3 separate regions of the Mus musculus genome follow, and all the other regions are linked to region 2. Evidence: chromatin contacts called from public Hi-C data. All regions are on one chromosome and are shown on one strand. The core of a region is the stretch at or near the end of the contact, and the rest is flanking DNA. Distances in the headings are between cores, read along the strand shown. Region 1 has its middle 4.5 kb from the start of Gm33836. Region 2 overlaps Prkag2 (protein kinase, AMP-activated, gamma 2 non-catalytic subunit). Region 3 holds the start of Prkag2 (protein kinase, AMP-activated, gamma 2 non-catalytic subunit).

Region 1 (3,304 bases), core at 230-2,729, 230 kb before region 2:
TCTATTTCAGGAGGAGGAGAAAGAGGAGAAAAAGGAGGAAGAGGAAGAGGGAAGAGAAAGAGGAAGAAGAAGAGAGAAGAAGAAGAAGAAGAAGAAGAAGAAGAAGAAGAAGAAGAAGAAGAAGAAGAAGAAAAGAAGAAGGAGAAGGAGAAGGAGAAGGAGAAAGAGAGAGAGAGAGAGAATATTAAAAGCAAACAATAAGAAACAGTTTAGCCAAATCTTGGCAACTAGGAAATTGAGGCAGAGAAATCATGAAATTAGGGCCATCTTGGTCTTTATAAGGAATTGAAGGCCAGCCTGTGCTCTCTGAGACACTGATTCAGAAAACAAAACAACAAAACTGTTAACTGTTTGTAGAGGTCATAATAAATATCAGCCAGAGGACAGGGGCCAGCTGGCACCTGTGCTGGCATAGGAGCCATTGCCTCTGAGTATGAGCAGAGTACTAGCATCTCTGCCCTTGTCCTCCCAGACTCAGGGATGCTCCTACAGCTATGCCTGCTGCTGGAACCAGAAACAATGGGGCTAGAGACAGGCAGAGTTCTCAGATTTCCTCCCCACCTCCTAGAAGATTCATGCCATGCATGGTAGTTTTCAAGCTTTTCCGTGACTAGTCCCACAATTTATTGATTCATTTCTATACAGATGTTATGATTTTTTTAATGGTGTGGGTATGTGAGTTGAGAGCAGTCTATGCACTAATGATTTCTTCAAACAAGAAAGATCAACTCTTTTGGCATGATTACTCAATGCTGTTTTACCTCTGAAGTCCAGGCTCTACTTTGTCCGCAGCAATCATGTGGCTAGCGCCAAATGCTGTGCATGCCTCATCATTGGCACAAAGAATGTTTGTTAAAATAATGACCAGAGTCCACTGGACATTACTGGGTAAGCAAACTATGGTGTATCCACACAGTTGCAATAGAGGAGATTCTGACCCATGCTACAGCCAGGGTGAGTCCTAAGGACATAATGTTTGGTGAAATGTGCCAGTCCCAAAAGGACAAATCCTGTGTTTAACTTCCACCACCACCATCACCGCTACCTCCTCCTCCTCCCCCTCTTCCTCCTCCTCCTCTTCTGTTGCTGCTTCTCTTAACCTTTTATCAGCTCTTTGTGAATTTCACATCATGAACCCCAATCCCACTCATCTCTCCCTTCCCTCAGACCCACCCTCCACCTTTACAACCTTTCCCCCAGTAAAGAAAAAGATCTTTTTGTGGAAGCTGCAGTGTGTCCCAGTGTGTCTCACAGTGCACCCTTTTGTCCATACTTCTTTGCATGCAAATGTTCATTGGTCTGGTTCGAGGCCTCTGCTTCTTCTACACTATTGATGCTGGATCCTCACTGGGACTCCTCTTGATATCTTGTTGTTGCCCTGCGTCATGGAAATCCAGTAGTTTTGGATCTGTAGAACCGGCTCCTTTGAGCACTCCAGAAGTTCATCGATGTGGCAGATATTGGCGTTTGCCAACTCAAAGTCCTGGATCTGGATCTGAGAGGCATCTGAGCTGGTCAGCCCACAGGCTCTCCCACTCTCACGTCTCAGGACCAGCTCACCAGCAAACCCCCTGCTACCAGGACAGCCCTACCCTGATGCCCAGGTGAGGTGTGGGGCCCTCTCTTCTGAGAGTTGTAGCAGGTGAGACATATCCAGTTTTCCCACCCTCATGACCCTGGGGCCAGCTCTCCTGCCTGCCTTAGATAGTGAAGAACAAAGGAGGGAGGAGGCCATTTCTCCCTTGCCTGCACCACTGCTCAGCAAACAAAAGGTAGCCGCCCCACCACCACCACCACCACACTCATGCCCTGGGGCGGGGGGGGGGGTAGGCAGGTAGCTTTCACATCTACATGGTCCCCACAATGGTCAAAGTCATAGCAGCTGAAGGTAGGGTGGGGAGGCTAGGGGTGTGGCCATGGGTAAAGTGCTTGCTGCACAAGCATGAGGTCCTGAGCTCAGATTTCAGTACCCACGTGAGAAGGCCGATGTGGGACATGTGGCACAGTCATGTGTCTGCAGTCCCGGTAAGACTGAGGGTTACTGAGATACAGAGAGATGAGGGGAGCAGAGACGTGAGACCCCCTGGGAACTTCCTGGCCTTCTAGCCAGGGTAAGCAATGGCAAATGACAACAAGACCCCAAACAAGGTAGAAGGTGCCATCTGACTTGTCCTCAGACTTCTGCTCGTGCCCCTACATACCAACACCCCCATACCCCACAGACAATATACACAAATATTAAAAACAAAATAATGACACAGAATGGTAGTTCCCAGGGCTGGGGAGTGTGTGAGCCAGGGATCAGTATGGCACAGTAGTAGAGTTTGAGTTTAGGAAGTGGAGAACTGTTATTGAAATGGACAATGGTGACAGCCATACCTTGTGACTGCTGATACATTGAAAGTTATCCAAAATGGCAAGTTTTTGGTTTGGTATAACAAACCATAACTTTTTTTTTCAAGACAGGGTTTCTCTGTGTAGTCCTGGCTGTCCTGGAACTCACTCTGTAGACCAGGCTGGCCTTGAACTCAGAAATCTGCCTGCCTCTGCCTCCCAAGTGCTGGAACTAAAGGCATGCACCACCACTGCCTGGCTCCATAACTTTTAAAATGAAGAAAAAGAAAACTTTAAAATGAATAACTCTATAGAGAGAATTTGAAAGTCAAATTCCCTCTGTTCAATATGGAAAGATTCTAGATGGGTATGACCTAGAGAATAGGTACCCCGGGCCACAGTGTGGTTGTGGTGTGAGCTGCGTCCTTCGAGGGGCACTTCCAGAGGAGAGGGAGACAGGCTAATTCCCCATCAACAGTCCCCAAGAGAGGGCCAAGAGGGAATCTGTCCATGCCCACCTGCCCTAGGTGTGGCCCCTCCAGCACCATCTGTTGCATCAAGTGAGAAGAGCATCAGCACAAAGCAGGAAGCGCAGGGGCTGGAGAGGGCACAGAGAGGTTACGGGGCCACACAGACTGTTCTTACCGAGGACCTAAGTCCTGTTCCCAGAACCCTGCTTGGGCAGCTCAAAACTACCTGTGACTTCAGCTCCAGGGGATCCTATACCTGCTTCTGACCACTGGGAACATCTGCACTCATGTACACATACCACTATAAACACACATGCACATGCACACGTACACGCACACACACACACACACACACACACACACACATGCACATTCAGCAAAAAAAAAAAAAAGGAAAGAAAGGAAGTGGAAAGCCCTTTCAGCTTCCCTGAGTATCTCAGGCAGGTAGGTTACAGAAGTCACAGTGAGGAAAGAGCAACAGAAGTCTTCCTGCAAACACA
Region 2 (2,982 bases), core at 88-2,587:
GAACAGAAGGAAGATGGAGTTTCTCTACCCGTTCTAATCACTAGAATTGAATTTGACCACTCCCCCCAATTTTTGGGGGGGGGGGGGTTCAAGACAGGGTTTCTCTGTGTAGCCCTGGCTGTCCTGGAACTCACTCTATAGATCAGGCTGGCCTCGAATTCAGAAATCCGCCTGCCTCATTACTCCCTTTCTTAATGTCTGGCAATTGGAGTTCAGCTTGGGAAGGCCCAGACACAGTCTGAGAAACTGTAGCACCTAAGAGTGTATTTTTCTGTTGCTATTGGACACAATACTACAGACCAGGTTACTTTCAACAAAAATGGTCTGGAGTGCATCTGATGGTGGCATTCTTACTACAGGAGTCCTGAGGGAGGCACAGGGCACATGGCAAACCTCAGGGCACCAGTGTGTTTTCTGGTGCCTCTCTCTCCTTCCCTTCCTCCTCTCTCTTCCTCCAGGGTCTTGTTTTTCCAAGATAAGTCTTAAAAATAATAACCTGGATACCCTGCCTTCACCATCCAAATACTGGGATTACCCAAGCCTTCCACCGTACCTGTTCTCTGCAGTGCTGGACATAAAACCTGTACCACATCTGGTCACAAACCCTGGGCTTCATGCATGCTAGGCAAGCACTCTGCCAACTGTGTGACATCCCTGGCCTCTAGTCCTTCTCTCATATAAGCCACCAAGATTCCACCCATGATTATCTAATCCAGACTTGATTAAGTCTCCACCCTTTTAATACCTCACAAGCTCCAGTGTGAGCTTTGGAAGGAACAAACCATATTGGCTCATGGCACTGCCAGTATTTCACAATCCTCAGCTGGGACACAGAGTATTAATGTAACTTACCTGTTAGGAACGGAAGCATGATCCGTAGAAATAACTTTGTATTAGCCGTGTTGTGCTTGAGCACAGCCATAGTACCCCCAGGAGGCCGCCCGAGCCTGGCACTCCGGAGCAGAGCCAGTGAAGCAAGCAGTACTGTCAGCCCCAGCAGAGAGCTTGGTCTCAGCAGCTGAACACCCCACCCTTCGAACTCCTTGGGTGCGTGGCTGTGGGTGTGGACGTTTGCACTCCACCTGCCTGCCTCTTCAACCTTGCAAATGGGCAACAAAAAGCAGGCCTGTTCCCACCAGGTGTGAAAGCACAGCGTGCTCAACCCATGTATTAATGTCCGCAGGCAGCTGGTGTGACCAGGCAAAGACCCCTGCACAAGGACATCTGTGATGTGGGAGAAAAGCACCTCGGAAACACATGTCGCCTGCCCTCCTCTGAGTCAGGAACTTGAACAGAAAGGGCTTTTAGCACTTGTGCCTCTAGAAACTCAGTCTCTGCGAGCACAGTCAGCAGGTAGCTTATTGGTGAGACCTGAAAGGGAGGGAGTGTTCAGGCCATGGATTCCCCTGAAGGAGGCAAAGTCCATTTTCAGTTTTTTCTAAAAAAATAAAATGGGGGGTAGGGGCAGGATCTAGAAACAGCAGAAAAAAGGGACTGTGTTGTGGGAGGGGGGGGCATACAACCCCACCTTTCCCTAAAACACAAACGTAGCTGTGTTTTAAGAGCATACTTTTTTACTTGTATTTCTTATTTGAGAGAGTACATGAACCACACTGGGTGTGTGTATATGTGTGTGTGTGTGTGTGTGTGTGTGTGTGTGTGTGTAATCAATTCTCTATGGGTGGCACCTCGGTCACCAGCCTTGTCTGACCTTTGACCCGTGAGCCATCTAGCTGATCCTAGAATGCTTTTTAAATTACTACCTAGATCAGACTGTGTTTACACATATGTGCTGTTGGGCCATAGCTCAGTTGGGTCATAGCAGAGTGCTTACCTGACATGCACAAAGCTCTGAGTTTGATCCCCCTCACCAATAAACTAGCTGTGGCCATTTGTGCCTGTAATCCTTGCCCGAAAACACTGGGGCAGGAGGATTGAAAGTTCAAAATCATGCCAGATGTGGGGGTTCGCGCCTTGAATCCCAGCACTCAGGAAGCAGAGGCAACAGTAGCAGCATGGCTATGAGTTCAAGACCAGTGTCAACACAGTGAGTTCCAGGACAGCCAAAGCTACATGGTGAGACCCTGTCTCAAAAAGTAAAATATTAATAATAATAAAAGGACCAAGGTCATTATCTGCTATATGCAAAGTGCAGAGTCAGCCTGGGGTACATGAGACTTTATCTTTAAAAGAAATTTTCTGTTTTGTTGCGTTCATAAGAAAATGTCAAATCTTAGCAAGTTTACTAGATCAGGGTTGACCCCTAAACAGCATCACTAGTAAAGATGAAGAGAAGAGACTCTATAGAAGTCCCCTACTGGCTGAGAGAGCCACTGGTTCTCAGGAGGCTCGGTGCAGCATCAGGACCTGTGTGCCAGTCTCTTGTAGTCCATTTTCCCCTCATTCAACTTGGTCTCCCTACATTCCCCACCACAAGTCACTGCAGCTGGTTTCTAGATATGAAATGAGAGGTGTCCCCTCGAGCCCACTAGTCCATGCCGCAGCAGACAGGTATACCTCGTCCCTTCCTTTTAACCCCGGACTGCAAAGGAAGTCGAATTATTTCTACTCTGACAGGTAAAGAAAGAACCTGTCAGGGTTCAGAAACTCAGACTCCACCCCCAGTCTTATGAGCAGCGGGTGGTAGAGACCTGACTTGAGCAGAGAGCTACCTATGAAACCCACATTCCTTCCATTTTGCCAAACTGAGCCTGCCTGAGGACTCTGCCAGGTGTGCATGAGGTGCCGAGGTGGCTGTGGGCAGGCACCATTGCTGCCAAGGCTGTGTAGGACTAGCGTTCAGAAGAAACAAAGGCCTGGATTTGCACGACTTACTCCATTCATTTAACTAAGAGTGGCGGTGAGCTATGGGGGTGGGGCAAGCCCCGCTTGAGAGGTAGCTTTTGCACTTTGGGTCCTGTGCTGGTACTTGGATTAAGCAGCAGGCCCAGCGTAAGTCAGGCCTGATTCTTTCTGTCCATG
Region 3 (3,471 bases), core at 195-2,694, 170 kb before region 2:
GAGTCCTTTAGTGAGGAGCCAGGCTGGGGAGGAGGGTGACGACACCGACACCGGGTTAGAACCTTCAGAGGACTCTCCAGAAGCTGCTTAGGGATACTGGTTGGGGGCTCTGGGGAGGAGGTGTACTTCATTCTTGTTTTGAAAGTGTGGTAGCAGGATGTATACAAACTTACCTGATGAACCAAGGATCGCCCCCTTCCCCCCAGCTGTAGGGTTTTACCTAATTTGCAGGAACTTGGCTGGTACCGTGGAAATCCAGGGGATTGCTGGACCCAGCAATGGGTTTCTCATGGGACAGACAGGTCCTTTACTAAATCATGGTCTTAAAGTGGTAACCACATCCTCTACGGTGGGAGAGCAGGAAGAGGAGTAAAGGCCATCTCCTTACCCGTGTCATGTCTTCGTCAAAGGAACCCCTATCACGTTTATGCTATAGGTACTGTCCGTGTATTACTGTTTACAGGGAGCAGGTGGGCTGATGTTAGCTTCAAAGAGCTGGAGTGATCACTGGGGTCAGCCGGTATTCAATTCTGAGCAGGAGAGGAAGCACGCCCCTCACTCAGACCAGAAGCCAAGGTCCTGCTGCCTGGGAGGAACACCAGGGCCCTGAGCAGCCCGCAGTACCAGATCTGCAGCCAGTGGCTCTGAAGATCCGGGAGCACGTGGCGTGTTCGCCCTGGTTTCAGGCTCCGACGCACCCATTTCCTCTCGTGGTTTTAGGACTTCAGCATTTACTGAGACCAGAGCGCCTTTGCCAAAGATCAAGGTTTGTTGCGCAATCTTTGATGAATCTGAAAAGAACCAAGTTGTGGAGAAAAGCCTGCACTCACCACGCCACAGGCCGCTCTGGACAGGATGGGGTTCCCTACGCCGCAGGGGGGCGGCGTTGCGAGAAGCGAGTGCGGTCACCCGAACCACTTTGACCCGGGGCTTCAATCGTGGCGTGGTCGGGCTGCGGGTGTGTGTTTCCGGGGGCTGGACCTAAACAGAGACACAGCAAAACCAGATGGATCAGAATCAGCTCCTGGCGAGTCCGGAGCTGGCCTACCTTGAGACAGAGAGTGCACGGCGACCACCCGGGGGCAGCGTGGGCCGCGTGGAGTGGGACAGTGGCGCCGCACGCCGCGCACTTCCTGTTCAACGCGCGCGCCGCCTGCCACCGCCCAGCGCTCCCAGAGCCTACGTTGGTGCCAGACCCGGCCCCCACAGTTCCCCGGGTCCCGGGGGCCGCGGCTCAGAGGCCGCCCGGGGCGGGCGCCCTGCCCTATTCTCCCCTAGGGGCTGGGGCGCGCCCTTCGGCCCGCAGAACCCAGCCAGCCGCCGCCACAGTTTATTCCTGCGGCCACGCGCCAGCCCAATTGCGACGAGTCTTCGCCTTTGCACCTCCTCTTCCCCCTCTGCCCTCCCTCTCGCCCAAAGAGGAGGCCCTCCGGGTCCCAGGCTCCCTGTCGCTTTATTGTGCGGCCCAGGGTTATGCATTTCTCTACCAAGTGTCTCTGGCCACCGTTTCCATCGAGGCACAGACACGAGAAGGCTGTTTTCCAAATTGCTGTTGTTAATTGCACCTGCCTGGCCGACTACCTCTGGGAATTTGTGGGAGGAGCCGAGAGGTGGAAAATGTTGCTTCGCTTTGCAGAAGGAGGAAAACTTTATCACCCAGCACAAGACTTCTGCCACGCGTAACCAAAAGTAGCACGGGCCGAGACTCTGCACCCAATGATTCCGTAGGAGAAAGAGGACGCTCCAACCCGGCATTCCGCGGACTGCCAGCCCCTCGGGTGGAGCCCCGCGTGTTACCTGCGCCACCCGCCCTCCCCGCGGAAGTCCCCACGAGGTGTTTTCAGGGTGGGAGGACAGTCATAAAAAGCGCGTGGCTCCAGTGTAACGGCAGCAGTCCTGGGAGGCAGCGAGGGGACCGAACCCCGGGGACGAGGCACCGGAATTAACTTCTAGCTAAAGTTATGGGAAGCGCAGCCATGGACACCAAGAAGAAGAAAGAGGTTTCCAGCCCGGGCGGGAGCAGTGGCAAAAAGAACCCTAGCCTGAAGAGGCGGTCACTGCGAGTGCACATTCCGGTGAGTCCCATCCCTGGAGCTCCAGACTCCCGCGGCGCCTAGGCGGTTAACAAGGGACACTCTGCGCGCGCCGTCCTGTCCCTCCTGTCCCTTCGGGAGGCTGGGGAGGGGGAGGGGCAGGGCCCAAGCTGGGCCGCAGAGCCCGAGATTGGATCTTGGTCCGTACTATAGTGGAGCTATGGGATTGTCTAGGACAGAGGCAAGGGTGTCTGCTGGGAAGCGAGTACGAGAAGCGCGCTCCCGGGTGCGCAAAGCCTGGTGGCGGACTGGGCGTAGCCCTGGATCGGGCCGGTGCGGGTGCTGGGGAGGGGGGTGGTGAGTTGTGTTGTTTTGTTGAAAAGGACCTCTTGTGAAGTGCGGGGAAGCGTGAGTTGAGGAGCCGCCGCCGCCACCGGGGACTGAGGAAAGGAGTGGTGGGTGGGAATATCGCGGGGTGCCACGGTGAGGCAGCACCCCCAAATAGCTCTCCCTCCACACCAATTTCAGGATGCATGTGAGTCGCGGCTGGAGCCCTTTGCAGTGATTCCCGTGGTTTGACTCCAGGAATATTTTGTGCCTCGTGGAATTTGGGGGCTTGAGGTTTTCTCGGCTTACTATACAGGGCTATTGCTAACTTCAGCCCAGAATACCCTGCCACCTTGGTTGGACTCTGGTGACATTGACTTAAACAGCCGGAGGGAGCAGCATGCAGAATAGCTTGCTCAGTGCTGAGCATCAGTCTGGTTTGCCCTAGCTGGTAGCCCAAGGGCACTTGTTCTCCTCTCTGTAGAGGGGGATCAATTCTCAGGAGGTGTACCCCAGCCTTTAGCTTTACCCAAAGGGAAACCCCACTTGGCTACATCCTGGCAGCGACCAAGCAAGCAATGGTTTTTACAAATGAACATGCTAAGCAGTGTGGGACAGCTCCATGAGCCCCACCTGCCAGTGATACCTGGTGGCATCTACACTGAACCCTGCACAGCATGGGCAGCACCGCTTGCCAGCACTACCCTGAAGAATGAGTACTAGGCTTTTCCCATTGCTTGTCCCAAGCCTTTCCTTTTAGATTCAGGGCCCCTATCTTCATTTAATTCCAGTCCAGGAATGTGGTACTGAGTGGAGTCTTGGGGCTTGGAGCCCCACACACAGCTAATGGGGGTACTTTGGGGAGCAATTTAAAGTTGGGCATCTGGACAATTCATGAGTCCCACGGTGACCTAAACATATAGGGATATGAATTTTATTTGAGAAAATACTTATTACATTGCCTATGTAAGACATTTTAAAACTATTGAAATAGAAAGTTAGACATTGCTGCTAAGATCCGTTTCACGGTGACCTTTTGAGCTGCCCTTTAACCACTGAGCTTGTCCTGTTTGTCTCAAAAAATGGTGCCAATTTGTCCACCTTTTGGAGA

Evidence for each region. A called contact is a pair of places that touch in the nucleus more often than the background predicts.
Region 1: a contact with region 2 is called in a Hi-C map of liver, with 2.6 times the contacts expected there. The contact joins two enhancer-like sites. A contact is called at or near these places in 7 of 39 promoter capture datasets (the 3T3-L1 cell line, embryonic stem cells, hippocampal neurons and 2 more) and 1 of 484 Hi-C or Micro-C datasets (liver).
Region 3: a Hi-C map of liver shows a contact between it and region 2, with 2.5 times the contacts expected there. The contact joins the promoter of Prkag2 here to the enhancer-like site in region 2. A contact is called at or near these places in 3 of 39 promoter capture datasets (the 3T3-L1 cell line and liver), 3 of 484 Hi-C or Micro-C datasets (embryonic stem cells, liver and nephron progenitors), 1 of 115 datasets of contacts at active chromatin or transcription factors (hepatocytes) and 2 of 9 other capture datasets (adipose tissue and pancreatic islet).

Annotation. Positions count from the first base shown.
Region 1 is chr5:25,161,691-25,164,994 of GRCm38.p6, reverse strand. No RefSeq gene overlaps it. Among named protein-coding and RNA genes, the nearest start is that of Gm33836, 4.5 kb to the left of the region's middle. Within about 2 kb of position 1,479, at least 5 of the 459 cell types and tissues checked have an H3K27ac peak or open chromatin away from gene starts, as enhancers often do. A contact at or near this core is called in liver, where this site is marked.
Region 2 is chr5:24,929,771-24,932,752 of GRCm38.p6, reverse strand. The region is part of intron 4 of Prkag2 (protein kinase, AMP-activated, gamma 2 non-catalytic subunit); the gene reads left to right. Among named protein-coding and RNA genes, the nearest start is that of Gm52767, 11 kb to the right of the region's middle. Within about 2 kb of position 1,337, at least 13 of the 459 cell types and tissues checked have an H3K27ac peak or open chromatin away from gene starts, as enhancers often do. A contact at or near this core is called in hepatocytes and liver, where this site is marked.
Region 3 is chr5:25,098,615-25,102,085 of GRCm38.p6, reverse strand. It overlaps Prkag2 (protein kinase, AMP-activated, gamma 2 non-catalytic subunit), which reads left to right and starts at 1,444. Exons shown (of 16, transcript NM_145401.2): 1 at 1,444-2,075. The coding sequence starts at 1,962. It overlaps Gm42232 (a long non-coding RNA gene), which reads left to right and starts at 2,083. Exons shown (of 2, transcript XR_880887.2): 1 at 2,083-2,233. It overlaps 2900005J15Rik (RIKEN cDNA 2900005J15 gene), which reads right to left and starts at 1,111. Exons shown (of 1, transcript NR_027851.1): 1 at 1-1,111.